3 separate regions of the Mus musculus genome follow, and regions 1 and 2 are each linked to region 3. Evidence: chromatin contacts called from public ChIA-PET and HiChIP or PLAC-seq data. All regions are on one chromosome and are shown on one strand. Each heading gives the region's core, a stretch centred on a gene start, on an enhancer-like site or on the middle of the called end of the contact. The rest is flanking DNA. Distances are from core to core; before and after follow the strand shown. Region 1 overlaps Gm32425 (a long non-coding RNA gene). Region 2 overlaps Hk2 (hexokinase 2). Region 3 holds the start of Sema4f (sema domain, immunoglobulin domain (Ig), TM domain, and short cytoplasmic domain).

Evidence for each region. ChIA-PET counts read pairs in DNA pulled down with a chosen protein or histone mark. HiChIP or PLAC-seq counts read pairs in DNA pulled down with a chosen protein or histone mark.
Region 1: a contact with region 3 is called in an H3K27ac HiChIP or PLAC-seq map of embryonic stem cells, with 6 read pairs. The contact joins the enhancer-like site here to the promoter of Sema4f in region 3. A contact is called at or near these places in 1 of 39 promoter capture datasets (neutrophils), 5 of 115 datasets of contacts at active chromatin or transcription factors (T-cell acute lymphoblastic leukemia, bone marrow-derived macrophages, embryonic stem cells and 2 more) and 3 of 9 other capture datasets (adipose tissue, liver and macrophages).
Region 2: an RNA polymerase II ChIA-PET map of memory CD8 T cells shows a contact between it and region 3, with 26 read pairs. The contact joins the enhancer-like site here to the promoter of Sema4f in region 3. A contact is called at or near these places in 5 of 39 promoter capture datasets (cranial neural crest, frontonasal cranial neural crest, hippocampal neurons and 2 more), 1 of 484 Hi-C or Micro-C datasets (bone marrow-derived macrophages), 7 of 115 datasets of contacts at active chromatin or transcription factors (CD8 T cells, embryonic basal ganglia, embryonic stem cells and 3 more) and 3 of 9 other capture datasets (adipose tissue, liver and macrophages).

The regions. Positions count from the first base shown.
Region 1 is chr6:82,701,555-82,704,794 of GRCm38.p6, reverse strand. Gm32425 (a long non-coding RNA gene) reads right to left here. Exons shown (of 3, transcript XR_377779.4): 2 at 1,000-1,273. Among named protein-coding and RNA genes, the nearest start is that of Gm32534, 12 kb to the left of the region's middle. Within about 2 kb of position 1,889, at least 13 of the 459 cell types and tissues checked have an H3K27ac peak or open chromatin away from gene starts, as enhancers often do. A contact at or near this core is called in embryonic stem cells, where this site is marked.
Region 2 is chr6:82,742,862-82,746,220 of GRCm38.p6, reverse strand. It overlaps Hk2 (hexokinase 2), which reads left to right. Exons shown (of 18, transcript NM_013820.3): 4 at 1,240-1,359; 5 at 2,181-2,276; 6 at 2,854-2,953; 7 at 3,235-3,359. Among named protein-coding and RNA genes, the nearest start is that of Gm32480, 29 kb to the right of the region's middle. Within about 2 kb of position 1,525, at least 17 of the 459 cell types and tissues checked have an H3K27ac peak or open chromatin away from gene starts, as enhancers often do. A contact at or near this core is called in CD8 T cells and memory CD8 T cells, where this site is marked.
Region 3 is chr6:82,937,943-82,941,184 of GRCm38.p6, reverse strand. It overlaps Sema4f (sema domain, immunoglobulin domain (Ig), TM domain, and short cytoplasmic domain), which reads left to right and starts at 1,416. Exons shown (of 14, transcript NM_011350.4): 1 at 1,416-1,724. The coding sequence starts at 1,562.

The DNA of each region.
Region 1 (3,240 bases), core at 640-3,139, 240 kb after region 3:
TCTATAAGAAGGTAGGCTTCAGAAGCCTGGGGAAGCAAGTCAGCAAGCAGCACCCCTCCAAGGCTTCTGCATCGGCCCCTGCCTCCAGGTTCCAGCCCTGCTTGAGTTCCTGTCCTGACTTCCTCCAATGATGGACTGTGATCTGGAAGTGTAGGACAAGTAAACCCGTTCCTTCCCAACTTGCTTTTGGTCATGGTGTTTTGTTGCAGCAATAGAAACCCTGACTAAGTCCACCCGGCTTCATAAGACATTGCTTCAAAAACAGCAAGGGCAAAAAAAATTAATCAGGATTGGTGACACTCGAGAGGCAGAGGCAGGAGAATCTCTGTGAATGAGTTCAGCCTGGTCTATACAGTGAGTTGTGGGCCAGCCAGGGACACACAGAGGGACCCTGTCTCAAAATTAAATAAATAAAGTGGGTGTCTGGGTCTCCCTTCTCCTGGGGGAAGCAGAGTCAACAGGCAGGTTTGGAAGAGCCTGTGAGTACAACAGAAATAGCAGACTTATCTCCGGGATCAGCTTCAGGGAGACAGATCAACTTTTCTTGGGTTGTATAGTTTTGGGGAAGGTTGTAGGAATATCGAGGGTGGGCAAAGGTCATTGGCTGAAGGATAAGGAACTGAGACGCCTCATTAGCATGGAGAGGCTTTTGGGGGATTTCAGGTGCTTGCTGAATGGGTTCTGTGGTGGAAGAAAGGCAGCTGAAACTGTGAGCTAATCAAGGCTACGAATGTGACAAACCTTTGGTAGAGGGTGGGGGCTCTGAACTCCTCAGACAAGGTCAGAGAAGGAGAATCTCTGCTGGTAAAGGGAGTCTCCCATTTTGTGCTGAGCTCAGAAGGCTATCTGGACAACGGTAGACTTTGACCTTAATTAGCAGGACAACAGGTATTAAGTACCCAGTGCAACAAGGGTCTCAAGTCTATACTCTAGAGCCTCAGTATTGTTCCCTGTGCTGGTGAACAAGGTCAAACTATTATAAAAAACCCAATGATTTACCTGTGGATGGGTGAGGGCCTATGTATGTGCAAATCTGTGGTTGGGGGATATTTGATGAACGCAGGTTGTCAGGTTTGCCTTTCACCCTCTGAGTTATTCCTCCAGCCCCAACAAGGCCACATTGTTCACCGGTGAGAGCAAGCTCTTCTCTGCTGGCCCCGAACTCCTGCCTTGCTCTGTGTCCCCGCAGGTCTCTGATCCTCTCACGGCAGACACAGACTCCCTTTCTCAACGGCTGCCTTTTCTTTGTGCTTCTTCAATGAAGCTGTTCCTCCTGGGCAAATGCAGAACTGAGGGAAGTTCGCTCATCCACACCTGGTGCCTCACTTTCACCATCTCTGCTCCACCACTGGCTCCCTCTTCCTCTTTTCTCTTTCTTCCTCCCTCCTCTCTTTCTTCACATCCATGTGTGTGCACAGGTATGTGGGTGTGTGTGGCTGTGTGTATGTCTGCCCTGGGAACTTCTTGCTCTCCATCTTGAATATTGCAGCAGGGCACTAGCCTCACTATTCAGTGCCTAGAAGGCACTGGTTAGGCTAATGTGGTGGGCCAGCTAGCTTTGGGGTCTAGCTGATTTATATAGGCAGCCATGGCTGTTTGGCTTTTATATGGATGCTGGGAATCTCAATGCAAGTCCTCATGTTAGCCCAATTTAACAAGTTCTGCCATCTCCCTAGCTACTGGGTTTGGTTTTTTGTTTGATGGTTTTGTTTTATTTTTCAGACAGGGTCTTGTGTAGCTTAAGCTGCCCTCAAGCTCGCTGTGTAGCCAAAGCTAGCCTTGCATTCTTGATTCTCCTGCCTCCACCTCCCCAGTGCTGAATTGGCCTTCCTAGCTCCCCTGCTCTTAAGAGCACGTGGCCTCGAGTAGATCTCAGAGTGACCACCAGGTGGCGCCCGCCCCTCGGAGGTGCTGAAAGAGCTCTGCGGAGCTACACGTGTTGTGCAGTGTCACAGGCGCTAGAAACCAGCCCTTGGGAACCACGGGCCAGACATGACTGGCTGACTGATGCGCAGTTTATGTTCCGGTTGCACCTCCTTTGACTGTATTCTGCAGGTGTGTTAGGATTGTTCCTTGGGGGCAGGGAAGTAGGGAAGCAGGGATGGGGGCCGGGGGCCCGGGTGATGGTGGTGATGATGGTGGTACACCTGCCAGTCTTTTACGAGGTAGCTGTTTCAGCTGACAGTTACCGGAGTGGGGTCGGATAGAGGGGGAGAAGCCACATGCCCTTTCTTATAAGCCCCTCAACCTCTCCATCAGCTGCCTCTGTCTTCTCTTGGCTTGCCCTGGACGCCTCCTGGAATTCAGTTGGCTGGTTGTGCCGGGAGGACAGAGGCCAGTGTGAAACTAACATTCAGGGTCCTTGATTAGAACGTTTAAAAAGTTCGAGCTGGAGAGATGGCTCAGGGGTAAGAGCATTACTTCTCTTGCACTAGACCAAAGTTCTCTTCCCTCAGTGGATAGCTTTATAACCACTGTAACTCCAGCTACAGGGGACCTGACACTTTCTTCTGGATTCTCTCAGCAACTACACGTGTGCAGCCACCCCTACTCAACACACAAATAGACCTTTTTTAAAAATGTATTTTTGCATATGAGTGATTTGCCTGTATGTATGTATGTATGTATGTGCACCAGCCACATATATATAGTGTATACGTGGCAGATCCCTGCAAATGTGAGCCACCATGTGGTTGCCAGGAGTTGAACCTGAGTCCTCTGGAAGAATAGCAATTGCTCTTAACTGCTGAGTCATCTCTTCAGCCCTAAAACAAATCTTTAAAAAAATGTTTCGGAGCCAGGCAGTGGTGGCACACACCTTTAATCCCAGTGCTTGGGAGGCAGAAGCAGGCGGATTTCTGAGTTTCGAGGACAGCCTGGTCTACAGAGTGAGGACAGCCAGAGCTATACAGAGAAGCCCTGTCTCGAAAAACAAACAAACAAATAAATAAATGTTTCAGAATCTGTAGCCTGATGTGGTGACACATGCTTGCATAAAACTCTGGGGAAGCTTAGCTTACTGGGGACCCCCTGAGTGAACCATGTGGAGCTGGGGTTGATGCAAAAAGCAAGAGGAACTTATTGTTCCAGTGCACTGGGGTCGTCCCAGACCTGAAGGAGAGGCAGCGACCACCAGCAGCAGTTCGGCCAGTTTTTATATGGTTTCCAGGGCCAAAATAGAGCATCAGCAACTAGGCACAATATGATTGGTGGAACAGTGCACCCTTTAAACTGATTGGT
Region 2 (3,359 bases), core at 276-2,775, 200 kb after region 3:
TCGGTTGGTGGGCTCTGGCTTGACTGGAAGCCTGAGTTATCAGGAGTGCACCTCTCTGCATGTTGAGGTGGCTATGTGGGTCCTGCAGCCATTGCCCTGTCTTTTGTTTTGAAACTGGACATCAAAAATAGAGACTGGAGATGACTTGCTAGTTAAAAGCAATTGCTGTTTTATTAGGGGACAAGAGTTTGTATACCAGGGATCAGATCAAGCAACTCACAACACAACGGAGAACTAGTAACTGCAGTTCTCCATGGCCGCAAGTGTGACTGCATGTATACACCTGTGCGCGCGTGCACACGCACACACACACACACACACACACACACACACACACATATTTAAAAAAAAATAGAATAAGATAAACAACAAACCAAAAAATAATTTCCTTGAATTGCCTTCAGGGAATTTTTTTTCTTTTACAGAGGAAAAATAAAAAGGTTGTTTATTTTGCTTGAGTTGGTTCATAGAGCGCCAAGGGAAGGAATCCTGTCAGTCTCCATCAAGAGTCAGGGCTGCCAAAGAACTTCTTGGGAGTGAGATGGGCTTCTGTTTAGGAGGATGAGCTGGGCTAACATGACTGCCAGCAGAGGATGCTCTGTTCTCTGATGTACTCGAACCTTGTGATAACCACGACGCCCAATGATTTAGGGGGTTCTTTTGAGCAAGATTAATTTAAAAGTCTTAAGTGGAAGATGCCCTCTAATGAGCACTAATTAGCATTATTTATGCCTTTGTACACATTGCATGACTGAGTCCAGATGTCATTTTGAGTGTCAGTTCCGATGTCGTTTCCTTTTCATTGGGAGAGCAAAAGATGACATAAGTTCTACCAGCTCATCTTTATAAGTCACTTGTTTCTGTAACTGAAGTAACACTAGAAAGGGGGCATTTATTTTGGCTCACACTTGGAGGGTATAGTCTGTCATAGAAGGAAGAGGACAGACATGGCAGCAGGGGTCTGAGGTCATGACTGTGTCCACAGTCCGGAAGCAGAGAGATGTGGTGCTCGGCTCAGTTAACTCCTTTTTAATCGATCCGTGGCTCCAGCCTTTGGAAGGCTGTCACCGATACATGGGGAGATCTTCCCACTCCCACACAGGCATGCTTAGAGGTTTGTCTTCTAGGTCATGTTAGACTGTTTAGACTGTGTTAAGTTGGCGGTCGATAGAACCCTTCACCCTAAGTCTGTCTCCCACTCTCCTGCCGCCCTGCTCACCTTCCTCTTTGTGCCCGTAGCTGTTTGACCACATTGCCGAATGCCTGGCCAACTTCATGGACAAGCTACAGATCAAAGAGAAGAAGCTCCCGCTGGGTTTCACCTTCTCGTTCCCCTGCCACCAGACGAAACTGGATGAGGTATGGCGGGTCGAGATGCTTTCTCGGAAGGGGACTCCTGAGCCACCTGCAGCTGTGGGGGCAGTGGCGATGAGGGGATTTTGCATGTGAGCTTTCAGTACTGAGACTTACGTCCTTCTGGGAAGCTATATGTATGTGCTATGTGTAGGTGTGGAGGGTGGTGATGGAGTAGGAGAGGCTGTGGTGTTCTGCCCCTCCCCCACATACTTTGTGGTATCCTGTCCATGTTGGCAGAATTAAGATCTTCTTTGATCTAAAGTGCTATGAGAAAGACCCACGGATGAAAGGAAGATACCCAAGAAGCTGGGGCTGTGTTCATTTGGTAGAGTGCTTGCCTAGCGCACACAGAGCCGAGGGGGCTGTCCCCAGCACAACATAAACTGGCCACAGTAGTACCTACTGAAACCCCTGCCTCAGGAGGTAGAGGCAGGAGGAGCAGAAATACAAGGATACACACACACACACACACACACACACACACACACACACTATACATACACACACACACACACACACACACACACACACACACACACACTATACATACACACACACATACACACACACACACTATTTACTGCTTCTTTCTACTTCTTGGGCAGGGAATCACAGTAAAACTCATATATGCACTCTTCTGTCCTGGAGTTTGGGCGGGGTTGGGGTGTGTGTGTGTGCTGAGTTTCCTCCTTCCTGGGCTAGTTAGGAGACAATGTATAAATTTAATCATGACTTTAGGCCTGAGGTAGAGGGCTCTGCTGAGGACTTGTTAGAATGTTGCTGTCGCAGCTGTGGGAAATCATTATTTTTTGGCCCTCTTCTAGAGTTTCTTGGTCTCATGGACTAAGGGGTTCAAGTCCAGTGGCGTGGAAGGCAGAGATGTGGTGGATCTGATCCGGAAGGCCATCCAGCGCAGAGGGGTGAGTAGTGGGTGGGAGCTCAGGGTCCCCAGGCTATCTGAGATCCTTCCCTGTCTGTCTCTGGACTCTATAGGACATGGTTTTGTAGAGCTTAAGGATATGTATTCAGTATCCCTGCCATGTTGGCCTGTGACTTTTGTATGTGATCAGATACCTTTGGGGATTTGAAATTTGCTTGATGGACAGTAACTTTGGCCTTTGGCCTTTGGTGCAAGAAACACACTTTGGTCCTTAGCCTCAGGATTCTCCTTGTCAAGTAGGGATGTCGGCATGATTGACATGAGTGGGGAATGAAGCAGGGGATGGTAGGCTAGGTCTGTCAGTTGTGTGTGAGGGGGAGAAAGCAATAAGATGAATTCAATCCATTCTGCTGTCTGGAAAATGGTCCTTATTGGTGAAGACAAATGGAGAATAGGTGGATGGGGCACCTGGGTGATCCCCACTGCTATCCATGCGTGGCCATGGATTGGGTTAGTAGCATACTTGCATGGTGTGTCTTGCTCTTTCTCCATCTTCACACTTGTCTTCATACCCGTCTTCCCCTGGTGATGATGAAGGCCCTTTGATTCCCCTGCAGGACTTTGACATTGACATTGTGGCTGTGGTGAATGACACGGTTGGGACCATGATGACTTGTGGTTATGATGATCAGAACTGCGAGATTGGTCTCATTGTGGGTGAGTGAGACCCTGGTGTGAGGGCCATAGTTGTTTGAACTAATCATTAGCTTGGGTGTTTTCTCCTGATGTGCGAAGATAGCGATGCAGCTACTTTAGGCCATGCCGGGACTTACAGGGTTAAGCAGTGTACAAGAGATCTGGCCATCATGTTGTGTTGTCCCAGGAGGCTGCCGTGAGGAATCTCAGCCCCTAGGCAGACTTCTACAAGCAGTGAAGAGGGAGGCTGCTAAGACGATAGATAGCCCACTTGGCACTGAACAGTTTCTTCCTTTGATCAGGTACTGGCAGTAATGCCTGCTACATGGAGGAGATGCGTCACATTGACATGGTGGAGGGCGACGAGGGACGGATGTGCATCAACATGGAGTGGGGGGCCTTTGGGGACGACGGTACACTCAATGAC
Region 3 (3,242 bases), core at 167-2,666:
ACCTAAGTGGGTAGGAGTTTTAAAAAGCTAAAAACTGCCTGTTTGTAGGAAGTCTGTCAACCCTGCATCTGAGACAGCAAATCCCAATACAGTTCCCAATAGCACACCACTGGGGATGTTAACTTCTGTTTCAGGTCTCCCTCCCAGGATGGCAAGGAGATGATACGGAATCATAAGTGAAACACCTGGTAAGCGCAAGTTCCCTCTGAGACAGGAGGAAGTTACTTCACATGTCAGAGTCCTGCCCTAAACCACAGCTTCTGTAGAAAACCTGGGCACTTGACTCCTTAAAGGCTGCCTAGAAATGAGGTAGTTTTACGTGAAGAACAGGGCCAAGGCACCACTCCAGGTCTACTGCATTGGGTGTATTTCTGTGGAGTCTCCTCTCAAATACACAGTGGTCATTCCTGACTCTGGCCAGCACACTTCCCAGTCTCCTTAGTTCTTTTATTTTATTTATTTTACTTTTTTTTTTAATGTATTCACTATTGTTCTCTTCAGACACACCAGAAAAGGGCATCAGATCCCATTACAGATGATTGTGAGCCACCATGTAGTTGCTGGGAATTGAACTCAGAACCTCTGGAAGAGGAGTCAGTGCTCTTAACCCCTGGACTATCTCTCCAGCCCAATGATTCAAAGTGGGACCGTTAACAATGTCTACTTGATAGAGTCTAGAACCACCCAGAGACAAAACTGGACGAGCTACTGTGAGGGAGTCTCTCGATTTTGTTGAGGTGGGAAGACCCACCCTGACTATGGATGGCACCATACTCTGGGCTAAGCTCTCTTCTTCCTATTGCAGATGCAATGTGACCAGACTTTTCAGTTTTTTGCCACCCTGCTTTTCCATCATGGCAGACTATATCTTCCAACTGTGAACCAAAATAAACCCTTCCTTAAGTTGGACCTTAGCAATGAGAAAAGTAACTAATATATTCATAAGTATATTTGCATTTTAATTTATTTATTGTGTGTATGTGTGTTGGAGGCCATTAGTACCATGGCGTGCATGTGGAAGTCAGAGGACCATCTGAGCAAGTGGATTCTCTGCTTTCCATGTTGTTGGGTCCCGGGGTGGGGGCAGTGGTTAAATCCAACTCAGACTTCAAGTTTAGCAGCTGGCCCCTTATACTCACTGAGCCATCTTACAGGAACAAAAAAAATAAATAAAAATCTGAAAAATCTGGTGCTCTTAGTAGCACAGATATGGATATTTGGGGATTTGGAGCAACTGCTACAAATTCACTGGTGACTCCAGACCTAGGAACGTTTCCATCCTTCTGAGGAAGAAACCCACACCTACACCTGTCCTAGCTCCGCCTACACCTGGGTAGGGCCTCTCTTCCTCGTCCCTCCTCCACTCAATTTTCATTGGTTATAGGAAGAAACCGGTCCTCCATTGGTTCCTTTGTGAGTGGGAGGAGTCGGGTTGTGTTTCATCTCACCGCTGCAGGCCGAGCTCGGCCGAGGGTACCCGAGAGGGGCCGAGGCCCGCGCAGTAGCGGTACTGAGTAGAGGCTGCCCGACGCGCCCCACCCGGCACCAGGCGGAGCCAGAGATGCTGGCCAGGGCCGAGCGGCCCCGCCCGGGCCCCCGGCCGCCTCCGGTCTCTCTCTTCCCGCCGCCGTCGTCGCTGCTGCTGCTGCTGCTGGCGATGCTGAGCGCCCCGGTGTGCGGCCGCGTCCCCCGCTCGGTGCCCAGAACCTCGCTGCCCATCTCCGGTAAGATGCAGGAACCCTTGTCCTCAGCCCTTCGCACGGTACCCTGCCCTTGCCAGCAGGTGCCCACACCCACCTGCCCTGCTAACTCCAGTGACAGCCATCTAAGGCCCCTCTGCACGGTGCACACCCCTGTGGGACCAAAGCTGAGACTTCTACCCTGCATCTTTCTATCTCATCTCATCCCACCCCACCTTACTCCATCCCACCTATCCCACCCCCAACCTGGCCCTGCACCTCAGCTCCCAAGACACAACCAGGGTGCTCCCGAAGCCCCTCTTTTCATTAGGGTGCAGTCCTTTACCCTGTAGACCTGGATACTGAGGCCCATGGAGGGCCTGGGGTTTGCCCAAGGTTGTCCATTTCAGTCCTTTATCCCTGTTGCCCACACATACACCCACACCCATCACTTCATTTCCAAGCTCCTGCTATTCCCTGTCTTCTTGCTCTTTCATTCTAATGGGTCATCCCTAGCCCAGAATTTCCGCCCTTTTAGCTTCATTCCCCCCACCCCCACGTCATCCTTTTAAATGCCCTCCCACCCTCATCCAGACCTGTATCCCTCCTGCCCACTTTCCTTATGGCTGACATCCATCCTCCGCTATCAATTCACTTTAACTTTAATTCCCCGAATGTCCGCTGCTCCCCCTGCCCATTCCCTACTTTGAGTGCTAGAAAACACTTCAATGAGCCCATTCAAAGTTCTTCACACAAAACAAAGGAGGGGCTGGAGAGATGGCTCTGTTGTTAAGAGCATTTGGCGGCTTTCCCAGGAGATCTGAGTTCTGTTCCCAGCACCCATGTCAGTGGCTTACAACCACCTGCAATTCCAGCTCCGAGGGAACAGGATTCTGTGGTTACTTATAGTGCATATATACAGACACTAATATACATACATACATACATACATACATACATACATACACACACACATTATGTTTAAAGAAACATAAAAATTATATATTTAATAAAACAAGATAGGGTTTAGGTTCTTTATGAAGACATGGAAAAAGCATAAATGGTGCTCACAGTTTAAATACTTTTTGCTGATCTGGACATGAGTGTGGCACGGGGCTTGTTTTCTTCTCAGTGGGTACAAATGACGCCACAACTCACAACTGGGTCACAGAAACTTAAAGCTTATGCTTAGGCCAAATGACATACACGGATGCTGAGTCCAGAAGTCAAAGCTGAGACCAGAACCTCTGGGGTTTCAGTTTGTGCTGAACCCATACCCTACAAAGAGAGTTACAGATGCCAGTCTTCGCTGATATCCAGGGATCCAGAGAGGCCCAGATGGCAAGGCAAAGCAGAGTAGGTAACACAAACGACTTGGTTCTCCAAAGCCAGAGGTGGAGCAAAGGGGAATTCATGAAAAGCTGTTGTGAACTTTAAATAGTTAAGTGTTTTGGATGCTGAAAATGAGTTGAGTCTGAGTCTAGGTGGAATGCATGGGAAGGAAGGAAGGAAGGGAGGGAGGGAGGGAGGGAGGGAGGGAGGGAGGGAGGGGGGAGGGAGGAG